Regions from separate parts of the Rattus norvegicus genome. Here region 2 is linked to region 1. The links are chromatin contacts, called in public Hi-C maps. All regions are on one chromosome and are shown on one strand. Each heading gives the region's core, a stretch centred on a gene start, on an enhancer-like site or on the middle of the called end of the contact. The rest is flanking DNA. Distances are from core to core; before and after follow the strand shown.

Evidence for each region. Hi-C and Micro-C count contacts between places; a contact is called where the count stands out from the background.
Region 2: a Hi-C map of liver shows a contact between it and region 1, with 2.2 times the contacts expected there. The contact joins the enhancer-like site here to the promoter of Map3k8 in region 1. A contact is called at or near these places in 6 of 12 Hi-C or Micro-C datasets (the Rat2 cell line, Schwann cells, kidney and 3 more).

What each region holds. Positions count from the first base shown.
Region 1 is chr17:58,075,341-58,082,046 of GRCr8, reverse strand. It overlaps Map3k8 (mitogen-activated protein kinase kinase kinase 8), which reads right to left and starts at 3,872. Exons shown (of 8, transcript NM_053847.2): 1 at 3,579-3,872.
Region 2 is chr17:58,143,036-58,149,741 of GRCr8, reverse strand. No RefSeq gene overlaps it. Among named protein-coding and RNA genes, the nearest start is that of Rpl27al1, 53 kb to the left of the region's middle. Within about 2 kb of position 2,676, at least 17 of the 93 cell types and tissues checked have an H3K27ac peak or open chromatin away from gene starts, as enhancers often do. A contact at or near this core is called in liver, where this site is marked.

The DNA.
Region 1 (6,706 bases), core at 2,623-5,122:
GTGCCAAGTTCAAAGGGACCTTAGTTAGTCTTTAGCCCAGGTCGCTTTGTAGGGGAAACTTGAGATGCTGCGGCCTGGGAGCCACTCACTCTGGCATCCGCTTTAGCCACTGAAAACAAACTTTCACTTCACACAAACACAGCAGAGAGCAGTAAGGGTCTCTCTGCAGACTGAGGTTCCTGCCTTTTATAATCACTGACCTCGCACAACTTCATTGCCTGCCCCCAGCCCAAGCTCAGTGTGGCTTTAAAGAAAAAGCGACTTGAAAGAGAAAGAACCACTTGACTAAAATTCAGGAACTAACTTGGCAAACAAGCTCAGTCCCAAAGAGAAGGAAGCATGTGAAACAGAGTTTAAGCAGAGCACATGAAATGGTAAGAAGTTAAGTTTGTGGGAAAAACCTGGTGGGAAGAAATTAAACAGCTGTGTAGAAAGGGGCAGGAGCTGGGATCCTAGATGTGCCAAAGATAAACAACCTATCAGCAAGGTGACTTGTTGACCTGTGAGTCACAGCTCCCTCCAAATACCACAAAGCAAAGCACACATCTTCAGGGTCCCAGAAAGCTAATTTAATACCTAGATCAACTGACCTGGAGAGGCTTTCGTAGGAGAAAGAGCCCAGGAAAATCAAACCTGCTCTAAGCAAGCCACGGTGCAGTTCAACTGACTTCACCAGGCAAAGTGACACTTCAGTCCCACATGGTCAGGTGCTATACTTAGGAAATGTAAGTGACAAAAGTCAAGCAAGCTGATTTAAAAAAAAAAAAGTGACAATGAAAAGTGATGCTGTCCCTCTGGGTCCCAAGATAACTCCACTCCACAACAAATGAGAAAAAAATAAGAGCACCTACGAGAATTAAGCAAACTTAAACCTGTCTGACTTCAGCCTCTCTGGAAGATATGTCAGGTTTGTAAAAGCTCGGGTACTTGGCAAGTTCTGTAGTGTTGGGAGTGTGGAGGCAGGCGGCCCCCGAGCTAGCAACTCCAACTGGGCCCATGAGCTCTAGGCTTAATGAAGGATCTCCCTCAAAAAGTAAGCTGAGAAAGACAGCCAATGTTGACTTCGTACAGCTTCCGCATGTACCAGCACACACATGTACTATGCATGTATACCTGTATGATACACACACACACACACACACACACACACACACAAGGATGTACACGTGCATACAGTATACTAATACTCACATACAAAGTAACAAAGTATTACTCCACCAAAGCCAGGCACCTGTATCAACTTGGAGCTTCAGCTCAAAGTTCCTGGAAATTTCCACCAGGGGCATCTGCACACGTGATCAAGTCATGTGCTTCTGATGTACAAATGGTGACTGAAGAAGGCATCTAGCATCCATCCCACACTAAAATACTCCTGTCCTTATGCCTGAATCTCACCACCTCTCTGCCTATGAGATGGTTGGGCACGTCTCTCATTCTCTCTGTGCCGCGATTTCCCTCAGCTTCAAGGTGTGAGATGATAACAGCACCTACCATCCAATTAAAGAGGCTCCGTGCAAAAAGCTAATTGGTGTCTGGCGTGCAGTAAGTTACACTGTGCCAAGCACTAGGATACAGACCTAGGTCAGCGGACACCATGCTGGGCCCCCTTTCTCATCTGCCAGTCCCTTTTGACTCCCTATTCCTCCAGACTGGTAAGTTTTTAAAGATCATGTCTACGCTGAAACACAGAGGGAAAGCAAGCCCAGACCTCAAAGTCCACCAGTATTGGTTCTCACCACACTTAAATCGAGACTATGGTCCACACGATCCCTTCCCAGATGTCTTAGACATCGCTGAGGAAGATTGTGATTCAAGTCCCCTAAGTGTCAAGCTACACAGGAAGTCTTGTAAGCTGATAGGAGAGAGAACCTTTAACCTCAGTTTCATACAACCATTAGTTGCAGTTTCTTCAACTGTAGAATTTACTAAGAAAACAGAAGTTAAAAATCATTTGGCATTAAGGCCCCCTGGGTAAAGACTCTAAACTGAACTGGCAAATAAACGAACAGAGAAAGCAATAAAGTGTGTGACTTGAGAAAAATGGGGGAGGGGGTTCAAACAATTCCAAGTTATGGCACTGTTCTGGAAAGGAGACCAGTTTGGGTTTTTAAGCCTGCAGAAAGGCTTGAACAAAATGTGTGCTTTTATAGGCCTTCCTCAAAGCCCAAGACATCAGACACACACATATATACATAAACACCAAATGGACACACACACACACACACACACACACACACAGGACTAAAATGGGGACAAGACTGGGGCGGAGGAGGACAGGGAGATGGAGGGGTATTTAACTCTGAAACTTTCTATAGAGCTTGCTCAGTTCCTGAGAGGCTCTTGTCACAAAGATCTGATTCCCCGATGCCCCAACATCGTGAAAAGGTGCCTCTGGAACATAAAAAGGCCCTGCACCCTCCTGGCTCAACTAAGCAGACCACAGACTAGCTAATGGTTTCTGAGTTACACAAGACCAGCACCTCTTTCCGTGCATGGTGAAGCCACCTCAGTTTAGTGACAAACACGCTCAGCTTAAAGTGCCTGATCCCGGAGTCAGGTAAAAATCCTCACCAAAACCCAAATGGCCATCAGGACGGAGTTAGTGCAGTTTTAGAGATCGGTATTTCAAATGCAGAGACTTGCTTTTTGGTAATTAAATTTCAAAACATTAACTAGAAATTAACTTAGCATTATTTCAGAAAGCAACTGTAAAAACCCAAAGCAGGAATGTAAGGCTCTGGGCTGTTAGCATCTTGACATTCTGCCTTACAATGGGGGGTGATGCTTGTGTTAGTTCCCGTTTTAAAGAGGGGTTTTCCCCCACTGAAACAACCCATTGCTCCTTAGGACATAATCTCTTAATATATTTTTCTTTTGAAAAAGTCCCAGAAACATGCTTTCTGGCCTTGCAGAATCAAATTCACTCTGGTACAAAACTTCAAGATGCCTCAAGTCTCCTGACCCTATTCTCCTAGGATAAAGTCTTTAAGGACCAAAACACACAAGCCTCAATCCATCAAAGTCGGGTGCCTCAACAGAAGTCTTATAATGCTAAGCAAGTTTGGCTTTACTCGCCCCCCTCCCACCTCCATTTTATCAAAAAACTTATTTTGTTTTTCTTCTGGTCCCAAATATGTTTCCTACAACTCCTTCTCGACCCACTTGGCCCCTTCAGATAAGCAAATTTTGCTTATGGTAAAAGAAGCCCAGCGATGAACAACCATAGTGGGATCCTTCAGCCTCCAAATTGCACTCACCCAGGCTCAGCAACCAGAACGCAGCCGTCCAGGCAGCGTCCCCCGCAGGAGACGCGGTGAGTGCGTGTGCTCCCGTCCACCACCTCAGCCCAGACCGACACTGACTGGTCACCCGGAATCCGGGAAGAAGGAGGAAGGGGGAGGAGCCGCGAGTCCACACCTCCCGCGGCCCGGAGCAAGGTGCTTTCCAGCTGTACCTGCGTGCAGCGGGCCACCCCAGTGTCCCCTGGTGGGAGGCACGCTCCGTTTCAGAGTGGGAACCCCCAGGCATCCAGGTGGAACGCCCCCGAAACACACTCAGGGCACCCCAAGCCCTGTTACCTGAGTGTTCCGTGTGCCCGCCCGGAGCTCGGGCTTGGTGGGCAGCGGGTGGCTTGCCAGCGGGAGCCAGACGTACGGGCGTCCGGACGACCGGCGGCCGACCAAAGGCCGGGCGATCCGCAGCGGGAGGAGCGGTACGCTGCAGCCCCGGACTCTCGGCGTCTGAACTGGCCCCGGGGCGGCGTAGCCGACGCCAGCGTCCTCCCCGCCTTTTCCATTTCCCCTTTCTCTCCGTAAACAGAAAGGGCCTGCCGGCTGGCCCAGGACACCCGAGCCCCCGCGATGGGAAATTCCGTCCTCCCACCCTCGGGCCCCGGGGCGCGGGGTGGAGATGAAGGCGGAACTGGGCGGCGCGGCCGTGCGGATCCACCCCGCCCTGAGCTTGTGTTCCCAATCTGTGTATGGAGCGCGACCTCGCACCCGGAGTTTGCGGTTCCAGATCCTCCCCAGGACCTGCCCGGAAGACGCGCTCTCCCAGTCTCTGCGGGAGTCTTTTGAGCAGCTAGGATTGGTCTCGCCCTGATTCAATTCAGGTGCACTGGCTGTGCTTAAAAGTTTCGGCCAAAGTCGCCTGCGGTAGTCTCTGCTAGCACTAGTTTTGATCTTTAGTCTCCTGGAACCAGTTGTTCAATGGCACAGTTCCACTATTAGAGCTGCCTACTAGGATCCCTCTGGCCCCTTAGCTCCAGGTAATAATTTAGGGGTTTGCTCCTTTGTTAGAAAATTTACTGAAGGAAAGCGCCTTCAAGAAACTCCAGTCACCGCTTTTCCTGCTCCTCCTTTCAAATACCCGCCCCCCACCCACCCATCAACGAAGACCTACTAGCAGCCAGGTACTTTGCAAGATCCCAGAGAACAAGAGAGTGATCTAATTGATCTAATATGCATCCCACTGATGATTCCTGTGAGACCATGGCTAAGGTGTGAAGCCAGCACTCCCTTGACTGAGGTATTCAGTCTGACCTTTACAGTCTCCAGGCTCATGGTCTTCACCAGGTTCAACCCCTTATGATGACCTTTCTATGATCCCTCTGCAAAATGAGTTGCCCTTAAAAAAACATCCTAAGAAAATTTCTGGCAGAAGTAGGACAGAAAGCTGGGGTGAGGAACTGCACCCACGTTATAGAACCTTAAGGTACATACAAGCAAGACTAGATTTACTTGGCGAGGAAAGTTGCCTGGCCCGTCTGCAATTACTTTGAATGTGAGAGCATTGTGTGACTTGACATACTTTGATGGTTACAGGAATCTCTGTAGCTCCCCTTCTGGACAACATGACCTTTCTCTTCTCACAGAGAGCTAGCTAGCATAGCCTGCACCAAACAAGCAGCCCAGGAATTTGCAAAAGCATCCTGCACCAGCCAGAGAGCTGATCGGTCCAGTCTCTGTGGAAACTAAAGTACCCTTTAGATTTTCTGCAGAACCCCAGATTAGAAATGAGTTTGCCGCTACTGCTGTGTGAGATTCGTCTCTCTCTTGTCTGCTGACTTAGGCAATAAAGGATGGGTTTATAAACACTTCAAAAATAGAATCTTGAAACCACGCCCCGCCCCGCCCCGCCCGCCCCGCCCCGTTGGATGAGCTCATTACACCCTGCATGTTTTGGGAAGTGAGTTTCTGAGTTCCCTGCAGAAGGCTCCCCAGTACAGCTGTACTTTAATGGCTGCTTAGGGCAAAAGTAGCCACGGACTTTATGTTGTGGGGTGAATTAGAAAACTTACTTTCAGACATTTTATATTTTGTCTTTTTGAGACAGGGTTTTTCTCTGCAACCCTGGCTGGGCTTGGAACTTACTCTGAAGCATAGGCCAGCCACGAACTAAGAAACCTGCTTCCGGAGTGCTAGGGTTAAAAGTACATATAAACTACTCCTGGCAACTTTCAGACTTTTAAATTTTATTTATTTACATTTCAAATGTTATCTCCTTTCCCAGTTACCCCTCCACAAACCCCTTATTCCATCCCTCCTTCCCCTGCTTCTGTGAGGGTGCTCCACACCCCCCCCCCAAGTCCCACCTAAGGACACTGGCATTCCCCTACAATGGGGCATCTAACCTTCATAGGACCTAGGGCCTGTCTTCCCATTGATGCTAGATAAGGCCATCCTCTGCTACATATGCAGCTGAAACCGTGGGTCCCTCCATGTGTACTCTTTGGTTGGTGGTTTAGTCCCTGGGAGCTCTGGGAGGTCTGGTTGGTTGATATTGTTGTTCTTCCTATGGGGTTGCAAACCCCTTCAGCTCCTTCAGTCCTTTCCCTAACTCCTCCACTGGGGTCACTGAGCTCAGTCCAAAGGTTGGCTGCAAGCATTCACTTCTGTATTTGTCAGGCTCTGGCAGAGCCTCTCAGGAGACAGCTATATCAGACTCCTGTCAGCAAGCACTTCTTGGCATCCGAAATATTGTCTGGGTTTTGGTGTCTACATATGGGATGAATCCTTAAGTGGGGCAGTCTCTGGATGGCCTTTCCTTCAGTCTCTGCTCCACACTTTGTCTCCTTATTTCCTTTAAACGGGAGCAGTTCTGGGTTAAAAATTTGGAGATAAGTAGGTGGCCCCATCATCCAACTGGGGCCCTTGCCTAACCTCTGGATATGGTGTCTACAGGTTCTCCCTCCCAGCTGTTGGGCATTTCAGCTAGTCTCATTCCCACTGGGCCCTGGGAATCTCTTGCTTTTCTGGCATCTGGGACTTTCTGGAAATCAGGGTCTCCCCATCCCTGATTGCAACACATCTCTGTTCAATTTCCTAACTCTTTATACTTCTCACTGTCTCCTCCCATACCTGATCCTGTCCCCTTCTTCCCCCTCCCACTTCCTCTCACCCTCTACATCCTGTGAGTATTTTGTTCCCCCTTCTAAGACTAAAGCATCTGAACTTTGGTCATCCTTCTTGAGCTTCATATGGTTTGTGAGTTGGATCGTGGATATTGTGAAGTTTTTGCCTAATATCCACGTAACAATGACTACATACCGTGTTTATTCTTTTGTGACTGGGTTACCTCACTCAGGATGATAGTCTCTAGTTCCCTCCATTTGCCTAAGAATTTCATAAAGTCATTGTTTTCAATAGCTGGTAGTCCATTGTGTAAATGTACAACATTTTATATGTCTGTTCCTCTGTTGAAGGAC
Region 2 (6,706 bases), core at 1,427-3,926, 69 kb before region 1:
ACTGATAGTAGCTGGTTTTGCTCCTTAATCATCCCTGGGTGATATAGATGGTGCACAGTTGTGTCTGCATTTTGAAAACTCACCACTAGATGGCATTACACATTTGCCAAGATAGAAACAGTTTGGTTTTCTTAGTTCAACTGTAATGAAACATGTAGAAAAAAAAATTTTTTTAAGAGACTTGGGGAAGGTTAACACTAAAGACATTTTTAACCTACTTGTGTGTGTGTGTGTTTGTGTGTGTGTGTGTGTGTGTGTGTGTTTGTGTGTGTGTGTGTGTGTGTGTGTGCGTGTATGTGTGTGTATGTGTGTGTGTGCGTGGGCGTGATGACACTACCATGGAGAGGACAGCTCTCTGCTGTCAGTTATCTCCTCTCAGGCTGTCAGTTCTGGAGGCAAGTGCCTTTACTTCCTGAGCCACCTCACAGGACACACCACTAGATTTTTGACAAAGTATTTCCTCTAGTGGGTAATATTTAATGCTGTAACTGTTTTTATTTCCCAAAGGTGATTCTAGAACAAGCAGCATTTAATCCCGAAGCAGACACATGAGAATTGTGTGCGCACAGCACGTGAAAACGCCATCACACGGAGAACCAAACAAAGAAGTTAGTTGTTCACCCTGAGCTATGGGCTTCCACAGAAAGCCAGCAGCAGAAGGCTGTGCACATGCAGAGTGGATAGCTCAGCTCACACACAACGGCGGGGTTCTGTGAACTTCTTGGTGCTGAGTCTGTCTTTCTGTGGCAAGCGAAAGCTGAAGTTTCGAATAGGTCACGGTGCAATGCCTGATGGTTTGTGTTTTCTCTTCTCTTACCACAGACGTTTCCTGAGTCGAGAATCTCAGAGCATAAAGCACAAAGAAGCGAAGCCTTAGCAGTCAGCCAGACTTGGCCTCCTTTGTGGATTTCAACGGTGAGAATGAAGCTCACCAAATAAGCAACCACGCCAGGTTCAAATACTCACACTCCAGCTTGAATTTAGCATAGCCTCCAGGCTAAGAAGAGAAACAGCCAGCATGTCCTCAGCAGCTGATGCCTGGCTGGCAACAAGGGTCTCTGCTCTGTCCTGCAGACCACTGAAAGTGTATTCGGATCATGCCCTGACCAGGAGAAGCCACTCCTGTAATCCTGCACTCAGGCCAGGAGAAGCCACTCTTGTAATCCTGGCATCAGGAGGTACAATAGGAAGATTGCGAGAGGAGACCATTTGAGCTACGTGAGGAAACTATACCAAAACTCAAACCAAGCAATCGAGGCTGAGGATGTAGTCAGTAGCAAAGCGCTTAGCTAACACGCCCAACACTCCAAATCCCATCATAGTGCAGGAAGAAAGTCATGCCCAAGGAAGCTCACCTACAAAGAACATAGCTGAATTCAGAACTACTGTCTTGTGCTACTCCCCAAGGCCAAGAGTTCTTTAAGTAAAGTGTTTTAAGCCTCCCTGGGGAGTTTTACTGTAATCCAGCAGGGTTCCCAAGGCCAGTACACAAGGCTAATCAGGAATTACCTAGTGTACCTTTCCCCAGCCCCATGATAGAACATGGTGTAGGTACATACAAAGGTTGAGGAATATGCATGCTTTTCCGCATGCCCGGGGTTCACAGTGAGCAACATGATGTGAGATACATGACACCCCGCTTAAGAAATGGCTTACCTCCTTCAACATGGCTCTCTACTCTGCACTCTCTAAATATCTCTCCTGCCTCATCTGAATCTCAACTGCGTCTGTGAGTCACAAAGAGGCACCAGCTCTCTACAATGTAAGTTAATGCAGTTAACCATTCTGGGCAGGGCACCACCCAAGTAGCCGCACAGGGATGCACACACAGAACCTGTCAAAACTTGGGGTTTACTTCTTAAGAGACTTTCTTCGCTTTTGTGTTTTGTGAGAAAAGTCCATGAGGCAGCAGAACACACACCAGAATCAGAAGGCCAGCTCGCCCATGATCTGGCCTGAGCCAACTTGCTTCATGGTTCTTGGCCTGGCCTGGGCCTTTCTGATAAAGGAAACCCCAAAGAACTGTCCTTTTTGTTGTTTTAAATTTAACTTTGTTATTTATTAAAAAAAACTCAACTTAAATACCCTTAAGAAACATTCTCCCTGGGGCATTTAAAAGCCCAATTGCAAGGATACCAGTGCAGGACTGGAGGAAGATAAGGGTAGTGGCGGACACAGGTTTTGCTCTGGCCTGGCAGATAGTTATCACTCTGCAAGAATGAACAACTTTTCAGAAGTCTGTTTATCTCTACAAAGCAGCGTCTGGATCTTTTCCCTCATTCTTCTCGGAATCAAGTTCAAAGCTGAGCACAGGGAGCAGCTGGGACAGTTCTTGCCCGTGGGTCAGTAGGTTGTCTGATTGGACAGGCAAAAGTCGACAGAATCTTCTATTTCACTGAAGCCTCACTTGCTGCAGCTGCATGCCTACAGATGTGTTTGCATTTCTGAGAGCTGAGGCTGGCCCAGGTATCACAACTCACCGGTGTGAACCCCAGCCACAGGAGTCACACTGGGCAAAGAATATAAAATACAGGCTCTGCCTTCAGTCTCCTAGGGCTGAAGGGCCAGGCAGACCCAGCCCCAGTCAGGCCCCAGAAACAAGCTGTCCTGAGCTGGAAAGCAGGAAGTTACTGTGGTAAGCAGCAGCCTTCAGAACTGTGCCAGATCTCATGCGCCTTTCCTGGAACTTGGACGAAGCTCTCAGAAAGGGCTGACCACAGAGTGGCAGCAGTAGCAGATGGCATTCTCTGGCCAGCTTTCCTGAAACTCCACGCCCAGGACATGCCAGTAACACACAGGTCTCCAGCGGAATTTCTGTTCACTTAGCCGACTGCCCCTAAACACGTCTTTATATCAGGATACATCCAACAACAAAGGAACATTGGGAATAAAGCTTTCGTCAAGAGCATTGTCCTCGATGCATTCCCTAACCACTGAGGCAATAAGGCTGCTTGCTTGTCATGGAAGAGAGACTTGAGAGGACCCAGACTCATGCCTCTGAAAACTAAAAGTTGCTCATCTCAGCATCTGAGAGCAGAATGGTACTTTCCAGAGGCTAGGGAGAAGCTGGGTGAGGAGGGCAGGGAGAGGGGTCCATGAATGAAGACTGTGGGACAGATAGATTGGTGTGAGAAGTTGTGGATGTGTGACAGTAGATATCAGTAATGTGCTGTGTATTCCAGAAAAGCCTGAAGAAAGCATCCTGAAAGCTCACACGCATGCACGCACGCACATACACAACTGGAAAAGATGGATGGGTTCAATCTGACTTGGTCATTGTATGTGTATTCATCATGTGTCAGAGTACCACACTGTGGCTGGTGAGGTGACTCGATGGCCGGGGTGCCTGCTTCCCTGAATTTGATCCTCTGGGTCCACAAGGTGGGAGTAGGGAGCCCGACATGTGTTAATTTAATTGAATTAATTTATAATATGATATAAATTTTATTTTAAATCACACTGCTCTACATATACTATGATTATACAATTTTTATGCAGAAATTGTAAAATATCCGTGCGTGTTGGTGGCCACTGACCAGTCTTCAGGTTGGCACGGTGTCTTCATGATAACTGGCAAACCACGAGAAGACAGTTTTCTTTCAAAGAGTGGTTGCTTTGATCATGTTCTCACTGGCAGGCAAATACAAATACAGAAATACAATCTGGAAACATGTCCGCTCAAACGAGTGGGGCCTTCAACAGTCTCCAAAGATAGAATTCCCCAAAGCTTAAACTCACAGTCAAATATGAGACAACACCCCAGGGAACATGTCGCCATGAGGAAGAATGAGTTGAAAGGGAAAACATAAGCATCTCTCATAAAGTTCTTCAACGAGGGCAGGCACAGTGGCTCAGCAGGTAAATGCATTCGACAAGCCCAACGACCTTCATGGATCCATAAACCCACATGGAGTAACATAAGAATCAACTGTCCTCTGACTTCCACATGTGTACTGTGCATGTTCATACCTACACACATGAATATATATAAATACCCCATTTGTTGTAATAATAATAAATATACCATTAAAGCCCTAAGAGTATACAGAAAGGTAGACACTGTTAAAGAGCTCATTAGTAGAATGAAACACATGTGAGTAAATTATCTAAACCATATCATAGAAGCACAAAATTTGAGTTCAGCATGACATGCGTACACACACACACACACACACACACACACACACACACACACACACACACGCTAAAGGAACATGACACATAGCAGGGCAAGCAGGTCCAGCATGCAGTGTAACTCAGGGTCTAGAAAAATAAGAGCAAAGCAAGCATGGGAAAAGCAACACGGGAAAATAAGCCAGGACACTGGGAAAATTGAAATAATTTATTCAGGAAGTCTGGCAAGCTCAAACATCATAATAGTAAATGCATTTCTGTATAATCTTTAAAATAATCTTGAAAATATCAAAAACTTTAAAAATTACTGCCAAGAAAAAGCATCTACAAGCAATGAAAATAAAGTGAACAGTTGATTTCTCAATAGCAGAAGTGGAAACTGGAAAATGGTAAATTAATCTCTGTAACATTGAAACTATGAAATGATGACTGTTAACCTGGACTTGCCTGTCCAGAGAAGCCAACTTTTAAGAAGATAATGTAAAATAGAGGCATTTTTTAGGGGGAAAGCTGAGGTGATTACCACTATCTGAACCTCCAAAACTCTCAACTCTCAGAGAAAAGGAAATGAGCACCGGAAGTTGTGAGCACCGGAAGTTATGCGTTAGAGCATGGCGAAGGCCCAGAGGGTGCAGGAACAAATGCAAGCCTAGGGACCAAGATAACAGCTCCCATGTGACGTTAGAGCTACTAACTGAAGTTAGACAGCAGCCTGTGGAACACACGTAGACAGTGGAGTGGAAACAACTCGTGATACTTTTAATCTGACAAGAGAATGAAATTATAAACCATATTTTATAGAGTATGCTTGTGAGAGTCAGGGCACCCAAACAGAAGGTTGGAAGCATGTTCGCACAGTACAATGAAGCTTAATGATGAGCAGAAATAAGTTATACTTGGGTCGTGTAGACATAAAATGTTGATAAGACTGGATTTTTTTTTTTTAAGGCAAAACAAGTGGTTGCTGGAATCCGGCTCTTATGCTTGAACAGAACTGTGGAAAGTCAGGGCAATGAGTTATCTGGGTTATTTTAAACTTTGGAGTATGTTTGTATTTAAATCCATCTGGAGGCTAGCAAGATGCACAAAGGATAAAGCTCTTGCTTCCAAGGCTGGCGAGCGAAGTTCGATCCTCAGACCCACCTGGTAGAAGGAAAGAACCGACTTTTACATGTTGCCCCCTGACCTTCAAATGTATTTGCTGCCTGTGCATGTGTGTGCGTGTGTGTGTGCATGTGTGTCACACTCACACAGTGAACAAATATACTTTAAATTGTCTTGTTTGCTAACTCTGAGAAACACACTGCATAAAATCTTAGTGGTTTTCAATGAGCTCCCCCTGTCCTCACGCCTACAGGGTAAGGCAAAAGTAACTGTGTTTGCATGGCTGAGATTTGCTGTCTGATATGGGGCTGCGTTCTTGGTAAATGTGGTTGTATTATGCACACATTAATGCACATTCTTCACTTTGTGGTTTTTCCAGTGACTTATTTCTTGCCCTTTGTTCATTTTGTAGTATTTTAAGTTATTTACATTTTTGTATGTGTGTTGCCTGCATATACTACTATACCACATGTGTGCGGTGCAAATAAGTTAGAAGAAGGCTCCCCAGGAAATGAAGTTACAGATAGTCTGTGAGCCACCATGGGTCCTCTGCAAAAGCAGCACTTGCTCCTAGACACTGAGCCATCGTCTTCGCCTCTCCATTTATGCTACGTTGATTCGTTGATTTTACTATGAAAATAATATTAGATAACAAACTAGCTTGAGCAAATTTTCTTTTCTTTTTTCTTTTTTTTTTTCCGGAGCTGGGGACTGAACCCAGGGCCTTGTGCTTGCTAGGCAAGCGCTCTACCACTGAGCTAAATCCTCGACCCCTTGAGCAAATTTTCTACCCCAGTTCTAAATGGGTCGTAAAGCAGTGGAGACACGCTCCTTGTCATCAATACATTTGCCCCAGGAACTGCTCATGGATGTACAGTGTAGGGTGGCTCAAGACATTCTGCAAGGGCTCGTTCCACGGTTTAAAGCTCATCTTCCTGCAGAGAACCCAGCCTCAATTCCCAACACACAGATGAAGGCTCACAACCCATCCATAACTCCAGTTCCAGAGGATCCGCCATCCTCTTCTACTTCCTCTGGTTCATGTGACACAGGTACATACACCAACCAGACAGAACACTCAAACACACGAATAACTCTTTTAAAAAGAAGTTTTCCAAAGAGGAGAACCAAGAGATTATCAAGAAGATGACAGTGACTGGCTGAGAGCAGTCACCTTACATGCCTACAAGGGAAGTTTCCAAAGAACTCAGCATGCATTAGTCATTCCACAGGAGCTCTGGTGTGAGGCAAAATGGCAAGGTGGAAAGACTCAAAAAGCGAGCGCTTCATGAGCCAGCCAAAATGTCCAAAGAGTCATCATTCTGAACTGTTGCCCCCTCTCAATCTGACAACAAAGCATGATGACAAACAGAGATGTCCCTCTCAGTGGGAGGATGGGGAAGAAACTCCAAAGCACCCCCCAAAGTGAAACTTGAATCAAAAATTGTAATAGTAACTGCCTGGTGCT